Linked DNA regions of Sus scrofa: regions 1, 3 and 4 are each linked to region 2. Evidence: chromatin contacts called from public HiChIP or PLAC-seq data. All regions are on one chromosome and are shown on one strand. Each heading gives the region's core, a stretch centred on a gene start, on an enhancer-like site or on the middle of the called end of the contact. The rest is flanking DNA. Distances are from core to core; before and after follow the strand shown.

Evidence for each region. HiChIP or PLAC-seq counts read pairs in DNA pulled down with a chosen protein or histone mark.
Region 1: a contact with region 2 is called in an H3K27ac HiChIP or PLAC-seq map of alveolar macrophages. The contact joins two enhancer-like sites. A contact is called at or near these places in 1 of 47 Hi-C or Micro-C datasets (embryonic fibroblasts) and 2 of 2 datasets of contacts at active chromatin or transcription factors (alveolar macrophages and skeletal muscle).
Region 3: an H3K27ac HiChIP or PLAC-seq map of alveolar macrophages shows a contact between it and region 2. The contact joins two enhancer-like sites. A contact is called at or near these places in 4 of 47 Hi-C or Micro-C datasets (brain, embryonic fibroblasts, fetal skeletal muscle and 1 more) and 1 of 2 datasets of contacts at active chromatin or transcription factors (alveolar macrophages).
Region 4: an H3K27ac HiChIP or PLAC-seq map of alveolar macrophages shows a contact between it and region 2. The contact joins two enhancer-like sites. A contact is called at or near these places in 2 of 2 datasets of contacts at active chromatin or transcription factors (alveolar macrophages and skeletal muscle).

The regions. Positions count from the first base shown.
Region 1 is chr14:133,717,645-133,723,644 of Sscrofa11.1, forward strand. No RefSeq gene overlaps it. Among named protein-coding and RNA genes, the nearest start is that of OAT, 100 kb to the right of the region's middle. Within about 2 kb of position 1,782, at least 13 of the 83 cell types and tissues checked have an H3K27ac peak or open chromatin away from gene starts, as enhancers often do. A contact at or near this core is called in alveolar macrophages, where this site is marked.
Region 2 is chr14:133,562,627-133,568,216 of Sscrofa11.1, forward strand. No RefSeq gene overlaps it. Among named protein-coding and RNA genes, the nearest start is that of CHST15, 21 kb to the left of the region's middle. Within about 2 kb of position 1,310, at least 16 of the 83 cell types and tissues checked have an H3K27ac peak or open chromatin away from gene starts, as enhancers often do. A contact at or near this core is called in alveolar macrophages and retroperitoneal adipose tissue, where this site is marked.
Region 3 is chr14:133,778,245-133,783,968 of Sscrofa11.1, forward strand. No RefSeq gene overlaps it. Among named protein-coding and RNA genes, the nearest start is that of OAT, 44 kb to the right of the region's middle. Within about 2 kb of position 4,092, at least 12 of the 83 cell types and tissues checked have an H3K27ac peak or open chromatin away from gene starts, as enhancers often do. A contact at or near this core is called in alveolar macrophages and retroperitoneal adipose tissue, where this site is marked.
Region 4 is chr14:133,762,910-133,768,708 of Sscrofa11.1, forward strand. No RefSeq gene overlaps it. Among named protein-coding and RNA genes, the nearest start is that of OAT, 59 kb to the right of the region's middle. Within about 2 kb of position 3,227, at least 17 of the 83 cell types and tissues checked have an H3K27ac peak or open chromatin away from gene starts, as enhancers often do. A contact at or near this core is called in alveolar macrophages, where this site is marked.

The sequences.
Region 1 (6,000 bases), core at 532-3,031, 160 kb after region 2:
AGGAGGGTTCTGAGGTCCCTGAACTTGCCTATCCATCCATCCTGCCTCCCCCAACCATGAGCTGGAGGACCCCTGGGGCTGTGTTCCGGGAAATGTCAGCCCCACCCACTGGAGCCAGGAGGAAAGCGCAGCCCAAGGCAGGAGAGGGAAGGCCACCCACCGGGATGCCCACCAGCAGCATCCTGGAGGAGGAAGCCTCGTGCTTGGTCAGCTGTCCTGCCAGGGGTGTTTGCAAAACGGGACCATTCACCAGAAGCGCCCTGCGATCGTGAGTCATCACTCCTCCCAACAACCAGATGAGGCTGCAGACCCAGACCCTAGCTGGTGCCTTGAGCACTGCTTGTGCACCCAGGGCCTAGGCCCCACCTCTCCCAGCCCCAGGGCACCCAGCTGGCCGAGACCGGCAAGTGGAAACAGCTGCTCCTTCTTCCAGCCTTAGACCCCAGGCATGTCCAGGCATGCACCACACCCGGTGCGACCCATGCCCACGTCCCTGCTGCAGGCCAGGGCAGCATGGCAGGAGCGCCCACTTGCAGGGACACTAGATCAGGAGACCCACAATCTGCACCACAGGACTCATTAGCTTGGGTGAGAGGAATCATGGAGGAACTGGCCAGGCACTACGAAAGAGGGGAAATCCAGGAAGGCTTCCTGGATGGCGTGGCTCCTGAGATGGACCCGCATAGAGAGTATTTACCCACGGCAGCCACATGGATGGAACTAGAGACTCTCATACTAAATGAAGTAATTCAGCCAGAGAAAGACAAATACCACATGATATCACTTATATCTGGACTCTAATACATGGTACAAATGAACCTATCGAGAGAAAAGAAACAAACCCATGGACATGGAGAGCAGACTTGTGGTTGCCAAGGGGGAGGGAGAGGGATGACTGGGAGTTTGGGGTTAGTAGATGCAAACTGTAGCATTTGGAGTGGATAACAATGAGATCCTGCTGTAGAGCCCAGGGAGCTTTATCTAGTCCCTTGCGATGGAGAATAATGTGAAAAAAAGAATGTGTATACATATGCATATCTGGTCACTTTGCTGTTCAGCAGAAATTGACAGAACATTGTACATCATTATAATCTAAAAATTAGAAGGAAAAAAAAAAAGAGTATTGACCCAGGGGACACCAAGGGCAGAAAGAAGTATCAGAGGCAGAGAGGGACAGATCACCCAGGCAGGGAGTGGCAAGCACAGGCCCTTCTAGGAGGGTGTTATTCCCGTCTGCGCAAGGGTAGCCCTGTGCAGGCTGAGAGAGCCTCGGCTGGGCAGCCTGGTTGGGGACACAAGGCCTGATGACAGGAGGGCAACTGCTCGTGGGAAACTTCCCTGTTCAACCCACAGGTGCAGGGGGTGTCAATAATCACGACGACAGCAAAGGTGTCCCCAATCGTCTGTGTGCAGGCGGTGTGCCAGCCGCATGGCAGTGCTGTGTGTGCAGTTTTCTTTGTATCCTCACGACGCCTTTGTGAGGCAGGTATGACGCTTATCCCCGCTTTCTTAAAGAAGCTGAGGTTGAGGAGATGCTTGTGCAGAGAGCAGGTTAAGGATACAGTAGTGCTCTAACTGTGGCGCAGGTGGCAGCTGGCTCAGGAAATTCCACATGCCGTGGGTATGGCTAAAAAAAAAAGAAGATAAATATCTTTAAGAAGGAGAAAAGGAAGAGGAAGAAGGAGAAGGAGAAGCAGCAGCAGCAGTGGCTCAGAGAGGTTAAGTAACTTGCCCAAGGACGCTCAGCCAGGAAGTGGCCAGGACAGGCATTTGAATACAGGCTCTTGATGGCTCTTTCTTAACCTCTTCCTGCGGGGGCAGATAGAAGGCCCAGGGCGTGGGCTACGAGCTGTGCTTGAACGCTATTGCTGAATCATTTCCTCCAGGTGGCCCCACCGCACACTAAGAGCTGTGGGAAGGATCCAACCGCCCCGAGCTGCTGTGGTCTACCTGGTGAGGCCCCTTGGCCAGGCTGGGGACCTCCGGGGAGGCACCAGTGTTTGTGGGCCTCAACCCCACAGCCTGGACAGAGCCAGGCCCACAGCAGGCATCCAGCAAATCACTGTCCAATGGGCAGACAGCTGATTGGCTGTTTGTAAGTGACGAAAATACACTCCATGGCAACCAGCTTTCCTCTTTAATCCATGTTAAAAGACAAAATGAAGCTCTCCAAATATTTGCATGCTCATAATCCATTTTGAAGTTGAAATGTGTTCCCCCCAATTACCCACCATGTCTGGATTCAGAGAACGAATGATATTCCTGTAGATTTCAGCTTCAAGATGGAGCATGTCAAATCCTGACAGTCAAACGAGAGGCACTCCTGAGATGTTCAAAGAGACAGCGGCCCACCCCTGCCAGCTCTCCCACCACAGGAAAGAGGCCAGGAGGGAGAAGCTGGTGTCTCCTCCAGCCTGGTGGGGCTGGCACGGTGGCCCCACCTTCCTGAGTTTCCCCATGAGCCAAACCTTCTTTCCAGTAACCCAGGAACTGATGCAATAAATCTCATGATTACTGATGGTTCCGTGACTCTGGGTGTGGGCTTATTGCCAAGGATTAAACATCTTATTCGAGATGCTCTCACTACGTTCTTGCGAGACAGAAACAGAGAAAGAATGGAGGCCACATGCCACAAACTTCAGGTTGTCCCTGGAGGATAGACTCCCGGGAGATTTGGGGATGGTTTGGGGGCCACGCCCACAGCCTGTGGAAGTTCCTAGGTCAGGGATCCAATGTGTATCATAGCAGCATCCAGAGCTACAGCAGTGATAACACCAGATCCTTTACCCACCGGACCACCAGGGCACCCCCTCCTGGGGGATTTTGGTTTCGGGAAACCAAAGGTCATGTGTTGCCAGGGACCTGCAACTGCCACCCCCCTTCTTCATGAGTGCAGCGGTTCAGCCCAGCTGTGGGGCATGGGGCCAACAGGACCACGGTTGGGAAACAGGGTCAAGCAAGTCTGCTGAGGCCGGGCCTTCAGGACAGGATGGAAGTGGGGAGGCTGGAAGGAGAGAGGTGAACGTTAGACCCGGGACGGGAGACAATAGGAGGTGTCCCTTTGCTAATCTACCCTTGGGGGGGGGGGACAACTTCCCTTTGGATCGGCCTGTGCCCATGCCCACTGCCCTGGTCAGACCCTCTGTCTCCTCCCTCCCTACAGGCTCTTCTCGGGCAGGAGCTGGGTCTGAATCCTTTTTCTCTCTCCCCTGCCCACCCCAGTGTCTTCACAGCAAGTGGGTCCGGAAGTCGAAAGGGAACAAGGAACAAGGCCTCCCCCTCTCAGGATGCCAGAGTTGGCAACCACTAATGCAGGACGCATGGTGAGTTTTGCATTTCAGATAAACATCAAATTAAATTTTTTTTTCTTTTTTTTTCTTTTCAGGGCCACACCCATGGCGTATGAAAGTTCCCAGGCTAGGGGTCAAATCAGAGGTACAGCTGCTGGCCTACACCACAGCCACAGCAATGCCTGATCCTTAACCCACTGAGCGAGGCCAGGGATTGAACCCGCGTCCTCATGGATACTAATCGAACTCATTTCCACTGCACCACAACAGGAACTCCCTAACGTTTAAGGTAAGTATGTCACTGCAGTATTGGGTATATATTTATACCAAGAAAGGAATCACGGTTGATCTGAAATGCACACTTAACCAGGTATCCGCTCTTTTTCCTGGCAGCCCTACCCCTCACGCCCCACTATTCCCAGTAATGCTGGTGGAGGTTCGAGGAGGGGTCTGGGGCACAAACTCACACCTCTTCCTGGTCCAGGTCATGGTGACCCAATATAACCACCTAGAATGATCTGCAGGAATGGAAGTCCTGGCTTTATGACTACCATCATGAGGTCGGAGAAGGCGCCCTGGACTTGGAGCAAAGTGACACGGGTCGGCAGCAGCTCCCGTCCCGGGCTGGGTGACCCAGCCATGTCCCCTCGTGTCTGAGTCCTGGCTTCCTTGCCTGCCCCTTGGGGCTAATATTGAACCTGCCCCACCTGCCCCCAGAACCGCTGGGAGGAGCAGCCCCCTATGTTCCATGCAGAAGGGCTCCCGTGAAGCCGCAGTCCTACCCGGTGTCATGATTTATTCATGTCACTTTAACAACAATACATGAACACACCGATGCATCGCCTGACTCTGAAATCCTTCCCCAGCTTTTCTCTCTCAGCCTCCTTTTCCACATGTACACAGAATTCATGGAAACGCTCTTTTCCGGACGTGGTTAAAAAGGAAGCAAAGCCAGAGCAACTGTGATTTACGTTCCTAATTCCCTTTGAAATGACTTCAGCCGTAAATAAACCACTCTCTTTGATTCTTTAAAATCAGCCTATTTCAGCAGCAAAGTGACATCTTGGAATCGGCAGTCTGCTCCATCTCACTCTGTTGGCCCAGGTGTGTCCACAGGGAAGGGACATAGAGGCCTGGCCCAGTGCCCAGCCACTGGCCTCTGCAAGCACCAGGACTACCACTGCCAACCACGTAGATCCCTGGCTCAGTGGGGCAGGACCCCCCAGCCGCACAAGCCTGCCCCTGGGCTTGGCCTCCCTTGGTTCCCCAGCAGTTCAGGGCCCCCGTGGAGGTTTCCACTGTGTTGAGCCTGAACTGACATGAAGTGTCCTGTAGGGTGTTCGGGAGGGACAGGGGTTGTGGGCAGAGACACCTGCTGAGGCAGGATGGCAGGACTGGCACATGGATCAAGGGTCCTGGTCTTTGGCTAAGAGAAATGGCCCAGAGATTCTTGCTGGCTCAGGGATGCTGTGAGTTCATGGGCGCAGCTAAGTACTGGCTCCGGGGTCAGCTGGGATTAGCCTCTTACTAATCAGAGGGCTGTGAGCCCCGGACCTCTATTTGCTCACCAGGGCAATGGGACGATAGGGGCATTCCCCCCCTCCCCCCGCCCGCCAAGCTGTCTCACAGCATCTACTGTCTACTGGCCTGCAAAGGACTTAAATCAGGGCCTGGCATCTGTCAGCGCAACCTCACCAGGAGAGAGCACTTCCTAGCAGTGGACAGGACACCCCAGGAGTGCAGAGGAGCCACGCACATGTGCACACACGTTCTGACACCCAGAGACCCACGGATACATGCACACACAAACACACACACACGTAACAAAGCAGGACCCTGCGAGGTCTTCCCAGAGTGGACCCCCCACTCACATCCTCCACCTGCCTTTCTCTACAGAAGAACTTTAGTCAAAGAACCAATTTAATAAGAGAAGTGAGAAAATGCAGAGAAAAAGGAAAACAGTCAAGCAAAACAAAAGAACAATAGTTTTGCCGGGGATCTCCCTTCGTGGCTCAGCAGTTAACAAGCCCAACTAGCATCCATGAGGTTTCCGGTTCGATCCCTGGCCTTGCTCAGTGGGTTAAGGATCCGGTATGGCCGTGAGCTATGGTGTAGGTCGCAGATGGGCTCGGATCCGGTGTTGCTGTGGCTGTGGTGTAGGCCGGCAGCTACAGCTCCGAATAGAGCTAGCCTGGGAATGTGCAAATGCCGCAGATGTGGCCCTTAAAAAAATGCAAAAAAACACAATAGTTTAGCCATTCAACAGTCAAGGACCTTGAGTTCTTCTTCAAGGACTAGAGAGAATATTCTGAGCCATGTCCTTGCAGCTGTTTTGCAGGTGCTGAAGCCCCACCGGGTGCTGAAGACCCCAGATGGGCTGGAAACAGAAGGTTGAAGATGCTCACTCCCCGATGACCTCACCACCCACCAATCAGGAAAATGTCCACGAGCTGACCACGCCCTGCTCCTCAAACGCTGTAAGACTCCTCACTACCCCTTCCAAGGGGGCACAGTCCTCAAGACACTAGCCTGTTGTGTTCCTTCTTTGCCTGGCAATTAAAACTACTTTTTTCTATTTCCTCCGACGCTGTGTCTGCATTTCTATTTGGCGTCGGGGCACAGAAGCAGCCAAGGGTTCGGCAACACACACACGCACACACACTGACGCTCGGAGGGTTTGGGGTGAGGCCCTGGCACAGGGATGTTTGCT
Region 2 (5,590 bases), core at 60-2,559:
CTGGGTGTGGCCCTAAAAAGACCAAAAAAAAAAAAAAGTCAAATGGGTTATTTCTTCTTCCCAAGGTGAAGACCCCACCCCAGGTGAGACCCAGGGGAGAAACCCTGACCTCATCAGGTTATTGATGCTCTTTGCCGGCTCCGTGTTAGGATCCATTGGCAAAGATTTTCAAAATCACCAATAACCAGGTCCCACCTCAAATAAATAAAGTCAGAATCTCTGGGCCTAGGCTGGGCCCTAGTCGTGTTTATAAAGCAACCCCTGCCCCCCTGGATGTGAGGCCAGCGTTTTGTCCTACAACCTGCTGAGCTGGAGGGGAAACCCGAGCTGGAGAGGAGATAGATGACTGTGTGGGTCATGAGTTTGTCTCAGAGCCTGAGCTGGACCCCAGCTCCCCAAGCTTCCCGGGCCAAGCAGCCTTTGACACCAGGCTGGTGGCACCAGACACTGGGACCAGCGTGCAGTGCCCATGGAGAGGGCCTACACGCTGGCTCATCCTGTGACAGAGCCATGGCCCAAGATGGGATCCGGTCCTCTGGTGTCCTTTTAACTTTCCATCAGCCTCTGCGTCCACCAGCACATGCTGACATGCTAAGGCATAAAGCCATATCCCTTCCCACTGAAAAGTATTATTACACATTTGTGGAAGATAACTCCCCACTTGTCACTTTGTAAAATAAGAGATTTCCTGTGTATGGAGAAACAGATTCACATCTGAGCTCATTCCAGGCACAGAGAGACCCAGCATCTCTGCACCCACCAGCTTTGCCTGAAGGGAGGGAGGAGGGTGAGGCTGGGGGAGAAGGAGAGGGGAGGGGAGGGGGAGGGGAGGGGAGGAGCCGTCTGTGCTGGAACAAGGTCCCCCTCAGGCCGTAAGGATGGTCCTCAGGGCAGGGCTGGTTCTGCTCAGCTTCCTGGATCCCTGGGCAGAGACGGCTTCCTTGGAGCTGCTTGGTCAGGCTGAGCGTTTTGGGGTACCTCAGGTGCCCAGGTTGCCTTCTGGGGTACAGATCCAGCCCCCTCTCCATCCCGCTCAGGGCTCCCTCAACCCTGGAGCCCTGTCCCCACTCTTGGCTACTCCCTGAGCCCTGCTGCACCCGCCCTCAGGCCCAGCAGTGGGTTCACGCCCGGCTCCTGGTTTGGGAATGTTTCTTTTGCTGGTTTGCTTGATTTCCAAAGTCAGCCTGGTCTAGGGACTGAGCCCCGGTCGACCTGACCTCAAACCTTGGCTTCCCCACTTCACAGCTGTGTCACACCCTATCTGAGCCTCCACTTCCTCATCTCTAAAATGCAACCTCCTCCCGGGAGGAAAGAGCTGAGTCAGCACCGTCCTGGGCACCCAGCAGGAGCCCCACTGTGCCCATCGCTTTCCCTACTCCCCCCACCTGCCAATCATCAGCTTCCTCGGGGCAACGTGGGTCCAGGTCTTACTTCCTTTGTTTTCTCCTGAGCATTTCTCCGCAGGCTGGCAACAGCCTGGGGACGCAGGCATTCTGCAAACACGTGTTCAGTGCGTTGCAAATATTCAGAAGGTGAGGATGTAGGATGGTTTTCTCTCTTAGTGTCTCCCCCAGGAATTAGAATTTACAGCCGTCTTCCCCTCACTGCCAACCCCGACAAGCAGACCCATCTTGCAGCCATTTCCTCAGTTACACACACACACACACACACACACACACACACACACACACACACACACACACACACACACGGAATCAAGCACATCCTCTTCAAACAATAGGAGGAAATGAGGGGGGGCTGGACCACTGTGGGAATAGCGCAGAATCCTTCAGATGCCTTGTGTTTTAGATGCTGCTGGTGTGAAGAGGAGGTGGCCCAAGAACAAGCAGTCTTGACAGTGAAGAAAAACAGGAAATGATGGTAGTGGTGGTGATGGTGTGTGCGTGCGCGCGTGCACGCGCGCGTGCGTGCGTACTGCCTGTGGCGTGAGCTCCATTCATGAATGCGGATGGAAGCAAGGGCATGGCCGCCCAGGAGGCTTTCTGACCCCCTGGAGTTCTCCAGGCAGAAAGGGCACCCCCAGAGTTCCCACTGTGGCACAGTGGGTTAAGAATCCAACTGCAGTGGCTCAGGTTACTGCAGAGGTGTGGGTTCAGTCCCTGGCTAGGAATTTCCACATGCCATGGGTGCAGCCATTAAAAAAAAAGAAGGGCACCCCTAAGGGTGGGAAGATGGGACCCAGGTGAACAAGAAGATGTTAGTAATTCTGTAGAAGACGCAGGGTGCCCGGATGCCCAAGACTTAAGGATGCTCTCTGGGGAAAGCTGGTTTCCATTTCTCTCATGGAGGAGCTTAGGTTTTTGATGTGGTCCCTGATGAGAAAAAAGAGACAAGGCTTGGGAACTGTTGATGAGGAGAGAAAGTCCCGGGATCCTGCCTCCTCATCCTGGCCCCTCTCTTGCCTTGATTTGGAGCAGAACCTGCACAGAGAACTCGGAACGGGATTTCAAGAGTCTGCGAATTCACGTGGAGATGGGAAGCCATGGACTCAAATCTCTGCCTCTCTGGGTCTCTCTCCGTCTCTCCATCTCTGTCTCTGTCTGTCCCTGTCTCTCTTTCCTGGACCACATGGTCGGCCTCCTCTCCAGTTCTCCTTTGTCTCTTCTCCGATCGACCACAGGACCTACCACCTTGCAGTGAGAACGGCCATGGCGTGCTGACTCGCTGGGCCTCGTCCTTCAGCGAGTAAACATCTGTAAACGTGCCTGCTGTTTGCCAGGCGCTGTGAGGCGCTCAGACACTGCAGGAGCTGGCCATGCCCACCCTCCTGGGCTTACCTGTCATTTCAGTCCTCTAGGGAAATACTTTGGTCCATGGCCTTGGGTCCCTGTCATTCAGGTCCAATCAGCTATAGCCCATAGCAAGAAGTCACGTTAATACCAAAACGACTCAACTGGAACCTTCCTGGGGAGTGCACATCGAGAGAATGCATCCGAGGTGATTCTGACCCCAACGCGGATCCCAGACCACGGGTGTCTAGACACAATTTAAGACTTTATGGAAATGAGACCCGCAGAAAGGTCATTGTACCAGGTCACACAGCTAGTCAGAGGCAGGGTGGGACCAAAACTTTGGTCTCCTCTTGCCTAATTGATTCTGTGACAGAACTTCCCGCATCCACGATTCCCTGTAACCTTCCTAAACTTCCAATGCCTCTAACATCGGGACATTAACGGAAGAAGTGTCCCTTTGTTGAGAGGGTTTAAATATGACCAGGTTGTGTAAACATATTTTGAGAAAACTGATACCTCACGTGGGGTCAAAGCAGTCTGTTCGTTTGCTTCTATCTTTTCCGGCTCCAATGGCCTGGCCCCTCCTGGCCCCTCCTGGCCCCAAGGGTCTCTTCTCTTTAGAATGCTGCCTGGGCCTTTGCTTCCCTGGCGGGAGTTCCTTTTGCCCTTATTCAGTACTCGGGAACCACACTCTCACAGCAAACACACATACACACCACATCCACACACACCACACCCACCACACCCACAGACTGCAGGTACCTCACATCACACCGGCACACCGTACAATATACCCCTACCCACCACACACACACACACACAACACACAACACACACCACACAACACACACAGCCCTACACATGCATATATAAAACACACACACACAAACCATGTATACACACACACACACAGTCTCACAATCATCCAGCACGGCTGGAGGATGTGCATCCAACTAAATCAAAAATCCTCGGTTGGTGAGTTTCTCCCTCGGGATGTGAGGTTGTAGATTCTCCACGGCCTCACTCACATCCGGGGTACAATCCCATGTCCTTGAGTTCTGACACCTGGAGACGACCACCTTCTCGTGGTGACGGAAGATTGAGTTCTGCAGGGGGCGCTGCCTCCTGGGGTCTGTGGGCTCCAGCCTGGGCTGCAGCCTCTGCAGGTCTTCTCTCTGGGCATCCAACAGGCCCCCTCAGGCTGGCAGAGGCGCTCCCCCATGCCCAGGCCTCGCTGGAAGCCCAGTGTCAGGGGTCCCAAGAAGACCCTCAGGGGGCCGCGCCTCCGTCCCTCACATCTGCACGGCCGGCTCCAGATCTCAGGTTTGTTCCAGGCCCGGGTCTGCTCAAAGTCTGATTTCTGGATGGGGGGGTATTAAAACACCTCCATGCGGCACATTAACTTGCTCTGGTGGTACAGCGGCTAGTCTTGGTTCTATACTAACTTGACCCTGGAGTGCACTAACTAGTCCTGTTGATCCCTGACTTGACCCGGTCATACAGTGACTAGACTAACTTCTTGTTAGTGGACTAACTTCTCTGGCTATTCTCCGGTTGTCACTAGCATGCCCTGGTGGTATAATAACTTCCCTAGCTGAAGACTAACTAGTCCTGGTTGAACTCTAACTTGCCCTGGTGGACATGCAACTTTGTGCATCCTGTCTCTCTTATCCAGCTCCCAAACCAACCATGACCTGTTGGACCCCCGTGGACCTTGACCCCCTGGGAGGCGGCCTGACTCGCCGCCCCAGCTCAGCACCCAGTGGGTCCTGGCACCCCAGAGGTGTCTCCTACAGTTCTAGGCCCAGCTCCGGGCAAAACCCATAAGTTTTTATGTTACCGTTTCTGAAAACATGATCTTTACTGCAAGTCACTGGACGGTTAAGGGGCCGCCACCTCCTCTGGGAACGTTATCCTTAGTCAGGGGATTTGGGCTCGTTAGATTTCGGCATTTGCTAAGGAAAAGAAATTTACCTTCAGGGCCTCGGAAGAAAATTCCATTCCATCTTTTAAAGTCACAGCCGAGATTTTTAATTTCCTAATGGATTTATAACAGAAGAAAAATTACCTCTTCACATGGTATCCTTGCCAGATGCCGAAGCTGTTCCTACTTTGAGGTTGGCTGCATGGCCTCTTCGTTACTGAGCCTGGGCTTCCTTTGGCCTCTGAGCTGAGCACATTCACGGGAAGCTTCTTCCCCAGAGTGAGCTCATCAGGCAGTGCCCGCACCCCAGACCTCCCGCCAAGGTGCCCTAGGGGCCTCCTTCATCACTCACACACATGGCCAGTGAGCTCCCTGGATGTCAGCAGATGCCAGCCACTGGGGGTTTCCAGACTCTGGAAGGAGCTTGAGGCCTCCTTAGCTCCTGTCTGGTGAAGGATAAGGAAACAGAGGGAAGGACTGGGCAGCCTTGGAGGGTGAAATGGACGCAGAGTCCAGAACAGGCTTCAAAGCTCTCCCCTCCTCTACTCTTCCCCCACCCAATGCCCGCTCCCCCCCCCGGCCAGGTCTTATTGCGCACAGTGGCCAGCCCTGCCTCCTGGCTCCAGGCCCCTCGTGGGGGTGGATGGGGACGATGCATCGGAAAGAAGACAATTCAGCCAGCAATGCTGCACCACATTCACCCAGTGCTTCTCTCAGCCGACAGCCGGCCAAGGGCTCTCAGATGCCATCCGTTCTCATAAGAACGGAATTTGTCCAGCTGTCCCCCCAGAGCCACCTAACTAGAGAGAAGATCCCCCCAAAGCAGAGGCTGTGGTGTCCTGTGCTGAGCAGAACCAAACATAAACACGGGCTGCATCTCCCTCTCTAAAATATCGTGTCTATGATGCAGAGA
Region 3 (5,724 bases), core at 2,842-5,341, 220 kb after region 2:
TCATAAACAACAGCCATTTGCCTACCACCGCCCTGGAGTCTGGAAGTCCAAGATCAAGGTGGCAGCAGGTTCAGATCCAGTGGGAGCCCTCTTCCCGCTGTCTTCTGGGTGTGACGTGCCCTGGCAGAGGCATGAGGGAGCCCTAGAGGGTCCCTTTAACCAGGGCACTAATCCCATTCGTGAGAGCTCCAGCTCCATGACCTTGTCACCCCCCCCAAGACCCCCCTCCAAATAGCATTTCCTGGGGTAATAGAACTTCAACCTGTGAGGTCTGGGGAGACACACACATTCAGCCTATAGCATAAGTACCCTCACATAACGAAAATTCCACACAGCCACCCAGGGTATTGAACCAGACTCACATATGGCAACAAGGACCCATCTCAAAGACTTAATGTCTGGCCAAAAAAAAAAAAAAAAAAACTGAGAAAGACCATGAGATTTATGAGCCAATACCGTTGATGAGGATTTTAAGACACATGCAAAATGGCACTCTATTCCAAGCAGTCCCTTATATTTCAATAACTGTATAATGTATTGAGAGTGGATTGGCGAGGATGTAAATTAAATGCACTAAAGTAGGCACGTTGGGAGGCGGGAAGGGGTGAGGAGGGAGGAGGGAGAGGGGAAACAATGAAGTAAATAAAACCGAGTGCGGCCTGGCACAGGCCCCTGGCCAAGGGAGCCAAGGCCTCAGCTGGGCTCTAGGACGTGTGTGTGCTACACGCATGAACCAGGACGGGGCTGGGGGCCTTTCTCCCCACAGGAACGGGGTCTGCAGAGGGACAGAGGTGGACTGGATCGCATCGCAGTCAGTAGGGGTTTCTGGGACCTTCCCAGGGGCCCCCTCCCAACCTTCTCCCCTCCCCCAGCCCCGGGCCAGCACCCTTGGGCTTTCCTCACCAGTCACAGCTCAGGCCCTGCATCCTCTGCCTGCCTTGGAGGCCTCTGCCCTCTGGCCCAGCCCACCTAGCCCACCCAGCCCTACGCCCCTCGGCCAGGGGTACCACCCCAGGTGAGGAGCCAGAGGCTGCAAGGCGAGCTAATTTCCCCGAGAACACGTCAGCTGTCCTGGGTCCGAGGGTTCCATGCTCTGCCCCTGCCTCCTCGCCACAAAGCCCCCAAGGAGCCCAGCCCACCCTGAGGTGGTCCCCAGAGACCTCTGGGACCACAGAGTCCAAGAAAGACCACCCAGGGAACACCCCGACGGCAGCCAGGCTCAGTTGCTGTCTGAACACTGCTGAGTGTGATTTCTTGGCAATTAGATGCTTCGGTCCTGAGAATTGTGGAGAATGGGAAGGTGCACCCCTATTTCAGGCATCCCTTGGACAGCGAGGGGTGGGCACGGACCTCCTGCAGCAGCAGCAAAGGCCAGAACTTTTTGGAAGGGGCACCCTCAGGGGGTGGCATTGGTTTACCTTCCCAGCAATTATTTACTTTTTGAGGATGAAAGACTAAGACATGGGGGCACTGGGATAAGGCTGGAATAGCTCCCAGAGCACAGGTGCCCAGGAAGTGCCCAGGAATCTATGGCAGAAGGACAGGATGGACGGATGGAAGGCAGGGAGAGAAGGACAATAAACAGAAGGAGGGAGGGAGGGAGGATCACGCAGGCGTACAAACAATCCAGGTCTGGCAGGCACACCCACCGAGCAAGGCCCTGTGACAACACAGTGCGTTTCATGCACACGTCCGGCTATGAAATAAACCCGTTTCATCTAAACACGTAGCAAGCCGAGCACATCTTAGAATCTTGCAGGCAAATGAAACTTACCCTTTAAGCACCAGTCTTTGTATTTTAACCCATTAGGATAAAAACGCATTGCAAAATGTGCTAATGCTCCCGCTTTTCATTACCCACAAAGACCAAGCCTGATGATGTTTTCACAAAAGGGACATCACTTGGGGCCATTCGTGTCCCCAAGGGTTGGAACCTTGGGCCTGATGGTGCAACCTGCCTGCCCCCAGCCCTACAGCCTCATCCCTCCCCGCTCACCCCCACCCTTCTCCCCTGAACCTCATTCTTCTGTCTCTGACCCCGGCGCCTTCTCTCAGGCTATTCCCTAAGTCAGGACCAACCACTCTCTCCAGGACACTGTGTTGGTTTGGTTCCTCACCTGCTTCCACCTACATTCAGCCAAAATCCTGGGCTCGATCCCCTGGGTATCCCATGCCCAGGTCTGAGCCGCTCAGTCTGTGTTTAGACCAGAAGGGCTGGTTCCCACCTGCCTTGGGGGCCTGGCAGCTACTGCCGGGGAGAGGGGAGGTTCCCAGCTCCCTGGAGGGACCTGACTCCCATCATGGAGCCAACAGAGGTCCGAGAGCTGTCACTTGGCTCAAGATACAAAGCCCTCAGCAAGGCCTGGCCTGTGATGGGGTAGGACGCATGAAGATGCTGGCTAGGACCTCAGCTCGGAGAAGACGGGGCTGGATGTGGCCCAGGACCGTCTGCCCTCCCAGCTGAATGAGTTTGTGTTCGCAGGACACAGGAGCGAGGGCAGTGGTATGAGAAAGACTTTTGCCCGAAATGCCTGTCCAGCAGCCTCCCCGTCACCCCCAGACCCTCTGCGCCTTCCTGACACTGCAAGATCCAAGTGCCCGGGGCTTGGTCCTTGACCCTCTTCTCTTGTCTCTCCACCGTCAACCTTGTGACTCTCATCCAGTTTCAAGACCTTAAGACTCTGTATGTCAGAGTTCCTGTTGTGGCTCAGCAGTTAACAAGCACAACTAGGATCCATGAGGACGCAGGTTTGATCCCTGGTCCCACTCAGTAGGTTACGGATCCGGCGCTATCGTGAGCGGTGGTGTCGGTCGGTCGCAGGCACAGCTCTGATTCAACCCCTAGCCTGGGAATTTCCATATGTAGCAGGTGCTGCCCTAAAAAGAAAAAAAAAAAAAAGACTGGATGTCAAAATTTTCCAGAAGCTCCCGTCTCAGTGGTTAACAAATCTGACTAGCATCCATGAGGACACGGGCTCGATCCCAGGCCTTGCTCAGTGGGTGGGGGATCTGGCATTGCTGTGAGCTGTGGTGTGGCTTGCAGGCGCGGCTTGGATCTGGCATTGCTGTGGCTGTGCTGCAGGCCAGCAGCTGTAGCTCTGGTTTGACCTGTAGCCCAGGAACCTCCATGTGCCTCAGTGAGGCCCTAAAAAAGCAAGCAAGCAAGAAAATTCCCGCATTGACCCTTCCAGCCTGATCCCTTCCCTGAACTATCCAGCTGCCTATTCACACATTTCCACTTGGGTGTCTGACAGATACCTCCGTCAGCCCAAAAATGAGTGGCCCAAAAAATCAAGGTTTTGTTTCTCTCTCTCTCTCTCTTTTTTTTTTTTTTTTTTTTTTGCTTTTTGGAGCCACACCCACAGCATATGGCAGTTCCCAGCCTAGGGGGTGAATCAGAGCTGCCACACACAGCCATGCCAGATCCTTAACCCACTGAGTGAGGGCAGGGGTCAAATCCACATCCTCATGGATACTAGTGGGTTCCTTACCACCGAGCCAGCACGGGAACTCCAGGCCTTACTCCTCATGATTCTCTTGGTTGGGAGCTTGGGCAGGGCTCATCTGGGCGGTTCATCTGCTCTGCGTGCTGTCAGCTGGAGTCACTCCCAAGGCTTCATCCTTCCGGGGGCTCAGCTGGGGCTGGAATGTGGAACGAGGTCCTTCTCCCAGGTCTGGAAGTGGGTGCCGCCTGTGTGTCCACCAGCTTCTCCTCTGGGAATCTCTCCCAGCCACTTACAGCTCAGCGCCTGGCTCCCAGAGAGCAAAGCCAAAGCTGCCGGCTCTTCAAGGTGAGGCCAGGAATGAACACGGCCTCCTTTCCCCCCCTCTCTAGAGATCAAAGCGAGTTACAAACCCGGCCCTAATTCAAGGGCGGGGGAGAGGAAGGGAAGCCTTGGCCTCCTGGTGGAACGGGGGGCGGGGGTGGAACAGCAGGGCAGGGCTTGTCCCCCGTCCTCTTTGGAAACTGTCTACCAGGACGAGCCAGACGCCTGGCTGACATCTGCTCCGTCACAAGTCCTGTTGGCTCCGTTCTCAGAAGCCATGTGGGATCTGACCACTTCCCTCCACCCCCACGGTGCCCAGCCTGGTCTGAGTCACCAGCATCCTTACCCCATTTCCTGGTCAGCCTCCCGAGAGAGCTCCCTAGTTCTCCTCTTAGAGTCTCTTCCCAACACAGCAGCTAAGTTGAACGTTCTAACCTTGAGGTCAAATCATGTCACTCTTCTCTTCACCCCTCCCTGTGGCTTCCTGTTTCCCTGGGAGGGGACCCAAAGCCCTTGGGATGGCCCCAAGGGTGCCTGCAACCCCCACGCACCATCTGGCATTACCACTCTGACTTGGTCTCTGACAATCGTGCCCCTCAGGCCCAGCCCTCCAGCCAGCCTGGCCTTTGTCCATCCAGAGAGCGCCCTGCTGCCTGCGAAGCATTCTCTTCACCAGAAGCAGCTACGTGCAGGGCCCAGTGCAAAATGAAAATACAGGCCCTTGGAGAATCTGCTGTGGCTCAGCAGCAACAAATCCAACTAGGATCCATGAGGACGAGGGTTCGATCTCTGGCCCCGCTCAGTGGGTTAAGGATCTGGCGTCGCCCTGAGCTGCAGTGTAGGTTGCAGAGGTGACTCGGGCCTGGTGTTGCTGTGGCTGCGGTGGAGCCTGGCAGCTACAGCTTCGATTCAACCCCTAGCCTGGGAACCTCCATAAGCCACAGGTGTGGCCCTAAAAAAAATAAAAGAAAGAAGATACAGGCCCTTGTTCCAAATGACTACGATTTGCAAGGAGGCAACAGGAGAGCATTAAACCAAGAGCAAGGAAAAGTGCAGAAGGTATTAAACGTGTAATCTGGAGCCCAGGGTCCCCCAGCCCCGGGAGCCCCAAAGGGCCCGTCAGGACTCAAGGCAGAGCCCAGCAGGATGGGGCTGAGGGGCAGCAACACCAGGGCTCTAATGAGAGGCTCACAAAACCTGTGAGTCGGCCACCGCAGGTCCCAACCCTGCGTCTGAGTCGGGCCAGACTTAACGACCTGGGCTGGAGTCGCCACCAACATAAAGAATCTTGTTCCCAGCAATTTTTACAAGGTGTTTATGGCCCCAGGACAACCTGGGGCTGAGACTCAGCTTAGGAGGCGGCTGCCCAGACAATGGGGACAAAGAGTCAGGTCAGCACAGGGCCCTGCAGAGCCGAGGCCATTCACCCCCTATGCAGGACGGGGGATTGGACCCTCACCCTGTTACCTGGCAGCCCCCCACCCACCACTCAACCTTGAGAAACACCTTCCCCCCCAGCAGACCAGAGTGGGTACCCCACACTGTACCCAGATTCCTGGGGTCTGGGAGGTCTACCCCCACCAGTGTTTAAACACAGCCCCAGAAAACACCAAAAACAAGGGGGTGGGGTCTCTGAGTCACTGCCCCCAACAGCACCAAGGACCCTGGGAATGCTCTCTGCTCCCACAGGCCTCCCCATCAACTCGATCAGCCCACATGCTTCATAACAGTTCATCCAATGTTGCATTCCCGCTACTCAAGCACAGCCGTCACAAGGGTCCAAGGTGCGTGAGCTAAGCGCCCACACGGATGCGATTCAAGCATTTTACTTGAAGGCAGCTACCATTTACTGGGAACTTAACATGTGCTGGACTCGGGGAAAGGGCTTTGCGTGAATGATGTCATTCAGGCCTCACAGCACCTTGGGAGGTAAGCTTATCATCCTCAACCTATGTCA
Region 4 (5,799 bases), core at 1,977-4,476, 200 kb after region 2:
CCCCTGAAGCCGCCCCAACCCCAGGGCCTGAAGCCAGAGGGAAACGCATGCTCTGACCATGGCACTTCCCTTTTTCCTGGTCAGGAATCTCAGTTCCTCTGCGGCTGCACACCGGCTCATTTTCATGGGAACGTAGGGTCAAAGCTGGGTCTGCAGGGCCATGTTTGCATCTTGCCCCATCCTTGCACAGCTTCCGCTTTGGAAAAGGAGGCATTTGGGGGCCGTGACCTGCTACTATCCCATGTCTTGAGCAAGTGTGCTTTCCACATCGAATTGTTTACTCTCAAAACATGTCTGTTTCTCCAGACTCACTGGTGCAATGCCCTCCCGAGGCTGCGGGCTTCCAGGGAGGCACAGGCTGCAGGTCCCACCACCTCCTGTCCCAGCTTCCCCTCCTCAGGCCACACCTGGTGGAGGCTGAGGCCACAGCAGGCAGCCCAGGGCAGTGATGCTACCCCCAGCCCTCACGTGGGTCCCACAGTAATGGTGCTGGGTGTGGTCTGCAGCTGCCACCGAAAGATCCCCCGGCCCCTGCCTCCTTCCCTGGTGTGGAGAGTCTAGCGCCTCCCAGGCCCTGCAATGCATGGGTCCAGAGCAACAGCAGCAAGAGCGCCCGCCTGCCCCCTGGGAGCTTCAAGACACAGCCAGGTCCAGGGCAGGGGCTGTCCCGGCCTCCAAACTGTGGGCACCCCAGGGGTCAAGCCCTCCCAAGGAGGCAGCTTGGAGAGGCTGCAGGGAGCACCTGCTGGGCCACCTTAGCAAGTCACGTGGTCTCTGATGCTCCATGTTCTCACCTGTGAATGCAGGACCGTACTCACCTGTCACCCCTCACTCACAGCCAAGATGATCAGTGCCCTTCACTGCTGACTCTGGTTTCCACGAAGGCTAGAAATGTGCGGACCGAGAAGAATTCGCCCACCAGGGCACCAACCACTGAAATCATGTAGCTAAATATTAATTGATGTTCATGAAGTGCCTTCGCATCCAGCTGGAATGGAGCAGGGATACCCCACAAACTCTGTGAGGCGGATGCACCCAGAGAATGTGTTCACCAAGCCGTAGGGGACCAGGGGACACCCACATCCCTCCCCCATCACTCAGGGCCTCCATGGCTTCAGGCTGATCTCAGGTTACGGAACGTGGTTAAGCCTGAACCTGGGGCGAGGTCACCACGCCTCATCCAGCACTGAGGGCTCTTTATCACATTTTGTCTCCTGAGGGCACAGAGGTAGGTGGCTGGGGAAACTGAGGCAGCCTCTACGGCATCGCTCTGGGGGATCGGAAACCCCCAAGATGTGGCCCAAGGAAGGCAGCTCGCCCTGGACCAGAGATGATGGAGATGCCAAAATGCTCACCAGCTTCAAAGCCTGGCCTCAAAAGTGGACTCAGAGCAGGGGCGTCACCTACAAAAGCGCTGGAGGTGCCCTGCCCAGAACACTAGAGGGTCAGCACAGCACCAAGGGCCTGCACGGTCTCCTCCCGCACACACCCCCTCCCTCCACCGCACCCCCCAAGCGGCCTCATCCCAAAGTGTAAGTCAGAGAGCAAAGGCCCAGGGAACTCGTGAAGGCCACGCGTCCGCGTGCTGCCGTGAGAGGTGGCCGTTATCAGCAGGAAAATGATCTGCTTCCTACACGGTGACCTAGAATTAGGAGGAAGAAGCCAAGGCAGGACCAAGCGCTGGCCCCACCAGGACCCTGGTGGACCCAGGCATTAAGGGGAGTTCCGCTGAGGCTCAGCTGGTTAAGAACCCGACTAGTATCCACGAGGATGGGGGTTCAATCCCTGGCGTTTGATCAGTGGGTTAAGGATCCAGCGTTGCGGCCAGCTGCACAGCGTAGGTTGCAGATACAGCTCAGATCTGGCGTGGCTGTGGGGTAGGCCGGCAGCTGCAGCTCCGATTGGATCTCTAGCCTGGGAACATTCATATGCTGCCAGTGCGGCCACACAAAGCAGAAAAAATAAAATAAAAATAAAAAAGACATCAAGAAAGTTGGCCCAGAGGACAGGCATGTCAGGGGCCCTCCGAGGTGAGCTGTCCCTGGCCAGGTTGGCTACTGATGGAGAACGAGAAAAAATTGAGACCGTCCAGCAGCCAGGCTTAGCCTCTGGCTGGAACCCACAGGCCTGCCAGAGCTTGCAGGCCTGACTCAGGGGCGTCACCACGTCCAAGGTCACAGGGTCACCACATCCCAGCGTTACTAAGTCACAGCCTTACCACTGGTGCCTCTGGAGGGTTTTCTGGGTCCAGGCCATGGCAGCCGAGAAAATATTTTCCGCAAAGCCATGCCCAGTGACCCACCAGAATCCCCCCGCCCACATAAACATCCCTGGATCCCCGCAGCCCGTCAGCAGGAAAGGTTCATGTGCTTCCCTTAGGGCTTCAACTCTAAACGGTGCCCAGAAATTTTTATAGATCTATTTTTAAAATCAACTCTGGGAGAATTTCCTCATCAGCAGCTGTGGAAGCACAGCCGGGTCCAGGAGCAGGACGACCTGGCCAACCTCCAGCCCCTCCGCCTTCGTCAAACCGTCCCCCTGGGCAGAACACATGTCCCCCCACGCACCACCTCTGCCCGCAGAGGTCATTTCCTGGCAACCAAGACAGCCAACAAGGCTTATCCTTTGCCCCCAAGGAAGCCTTCAGAGCCAGCTGCTTTCATCCAACCCCCCATAAGTATGCTCAGCCAGGGGCAGGCTTCCAGCAGAAGCACCAGCCCGAAGGTGAGCACGGCATACTTTAAAATCCCAATCCGGGAGTTCCCAGTAATGAACCCGACTGGTATCCACGAGGATGTGGGTTCGATCCCTGGCCTCACGCAGAGGGTTAAGGATCCAGTGTTACCGGGAGCTGGGGTATAGGTTGCAGACACGGCTCAGATCCTGCGTGGCTATGGCTGTGGTGTAGGCCAGCAGCTACAGCTCCGATTCGACCCCTGGCCTGGGAACTTCCATAGGCCGTGAGTGTGGTCCTAAAAAAAGTAAAAATAAACAAATGAAATAAAATGCCAACACCACCTACTTCCAGGGCCCTTGAGGCCCAAAGAAATAGTTTCTCTGTCTGAGTTTCCAGGTCCCCAGGGGTCAGGGAGCATGAGAAGGACAGCTCTTGGTGCCAGGCCTGTGACATCATTTCCCCTCCGCATCTGGCTCTGTCACTGTGGAGAAGTTACTTCCCTTCTCTGAGCCTCAGCACCCTCCTCAAAATGAAGGGATAGCACTGACCCCTCTAGCAAGTTCAGCCCAGCCTCCCGAAGCTTGGAGACACGGCTCGGGCCACACCCTGTCCTGGGCCAGGCTCAGCAGGCCTACGGCAAACATTGGCTCCTGACCCCGCAGCCCCCGGCCTGAAGCCTCAGCACCAGAGGAAGGCTGGAGAAAACGGTGCTCTTTTTTTTTCTTTTTTCTTTTTAGGGCCGCACCTGCAGCCTGCGGACCCAGGCTAGGGGTCGAATTGCAGCTGTATCCACCAGCTTACGCCATAGACAAAGCAACACCAGATCCGAGCCCCATCTGCAATCTACTCCGTGGCTTGTGGCCATGCTGGAGCCTTAACCCACTGAGCAAGCCAGGGATCGAACCCCCATCCTCATGGACACTAGTTGGGTTCTTAACCTGCTGAGCCACAACAGGCACTCCAACAGCGCTCATCCTAACAGCCTCAGGAGCCCTCCTTTGCGGATGCTCAGGCCCTGCGGACTGGAATCTGCTAGAATGGTGGATCCAGACTGAAGGGAGCCAGTCCCCGGGGACAATCTGTCCCCACAGGGGCTCCTTCCCCAGGTTGTACAGCATGAGCAGAGGCCCCGAGGGTGGCCTTGGGTCAGTAGGAGCTGGGCCTCACAGGGCGGCAACCTTCTCAGAAAATCCGGAGCACAGCAGCCCCTGGGAGGACTTTGGTCGGGGGATGAGTCCTGGGGTGTTCGCTGCTGGGAGCAGAGAGAGCAAGACGGGCTTTTCTGGGGGAGAAGGACAGTCCTAATGGCAGCCTTTCTGCAGGACATCCTGGCAGCCCGAAGTCCTAGGCCTGGCGCGGGTCTCCGTGCGCTCTCGCCAGGCTCACTCACTTAAAGGTTGATTTCGGCCCTTCGGCAGGGGACGTGGCTGTGGAAGATGCCAACAAGAATCCTGCCCTCCAGAGCTTGCAGACAGACACAAATCAAACCACCAGATGAAAAACTCACCCTCCGTGATAAGCGCTCCCCCAGGGAGACAGAGAGGGGGGTGCCCAGGACGAAAACGACAGAACCTCCCAAGGAAGAGCTTCCTGAAAAGATGCTGGGCCAGGACTCGCAGGTGAGGGGCCCACCCGGCCGAGGGCAGGGCCACAGAAGCGTGGGTGCCCAGGCTCAAGGTGGGATCATAGCTAAGGTCGAAGGAGCTCTTACCTACACCAGGCACGGGTCCCAGGCTTCACAGGTAGTGTATTTCTCTCCAAAACCCAATCAGGGAGCTGCTGCATTTACTCTTCACTGATGGGGAAACTGAGGCACGGTCCAGTTAAGGGACTTGCCCACAATCATGCCACTGGAAATGGAAGCTGGATTTGAACCCGAGTGATCCGGCTCCGCAGGTGGTGCCCCGTCCAAGGTCACTCTGGCCCAGGAATGGCGTGGCTTGCCCTTTAGCTCAGCCCTGAGGCCAACCTGGGTGGCTCAGGGCAGATCCCGAGCTCTGGAATCTGAAGACAGGGTTCAGCTACTCCTGCAGCTTGCTCCTAAAATCAGAGCTGCACGCAAGGACACTATCAGAGCCTGAACACCCACTGCAACGCAGGGCAGCCGTGTGGCTCAGGTGGGGCCCAATCTACCTTGGGCGGGCAGGCGGCTCCCAACTTCCCGAGTTCAATTCCCAGCCCCACCGCTTCCTGGCTGTGCGACCCCGGGGAAGTTACTTACCCTCTCTTTGCCTCAGTTCCCTCCCCTTTAAAACAGAGATGATGGAGTTCCTGCTGCGGCTCAGCAGTAAAGCACTGAGCCACAACGGGAAGTCCAAGACCAGGAGACTCTTAAGAGGCAGTTGATGATGAGGCCCTGCCGGACAGCACAGGGAACTACATCCAGTCAGTTGTGGTAGCAGATAGAAGATGCCGTCCCAGAGTTCCCGTTGTGGCGCAGCGGAAACGAGTCTGACTGAGAACCATGAGGTTGCAGGTTCGATCCTTGGCCTTGCTCAGTGGGTTAAGGATCCAGCGTTGCCATGTGAGCTATGGTGCAGGTCGCAGACGTGGCTCGGATCTGGCGTCGCTGTGGCTGTGGTGTAGGCCAGCAGCTACAGCTCCGATTCAACCCCTAGCCTGGGAACCTCCATATACCGCGGGTGTGGCCCTCAAAAGACAAAAAAAAAAAGAAGATACTATGCAAAAAGGAATGTATACATATGTATGACAGCAGAAATTGACAGAACATTGTAAATCAACTACAATTTAAAAAAAAATTTTTTAGGGAGTTCCCGTCGTGGTGCAGTGGTTATCGAATCCGACTAGGAACCATGAGGTTGCGGGTTCGGTCCCTGCCCTTGCTCAGTGGGTTAACGATCCGGCGTTGCCGTGAGCTGTGTTGTAGGTTGCAGATGTGGCTCGGATCCTGCGTTGCTGTGGCTCTGGCATAGGCTGGTGGCTACAGCTCCGATTGGACCCCTAGCCTGGGAACCTCCATATGCCGCGGGAGCGGCCCAAGAAATAGCAAAAAGACAAAAATAAATAAATAAGTAAATAATAAAAAATTTTTTTTAAAAAGAGGTGGTTGAACAGCCAAGCTGAATGGTAGGTAGGCATGTCGGGGGGCAGGTCACCAGACC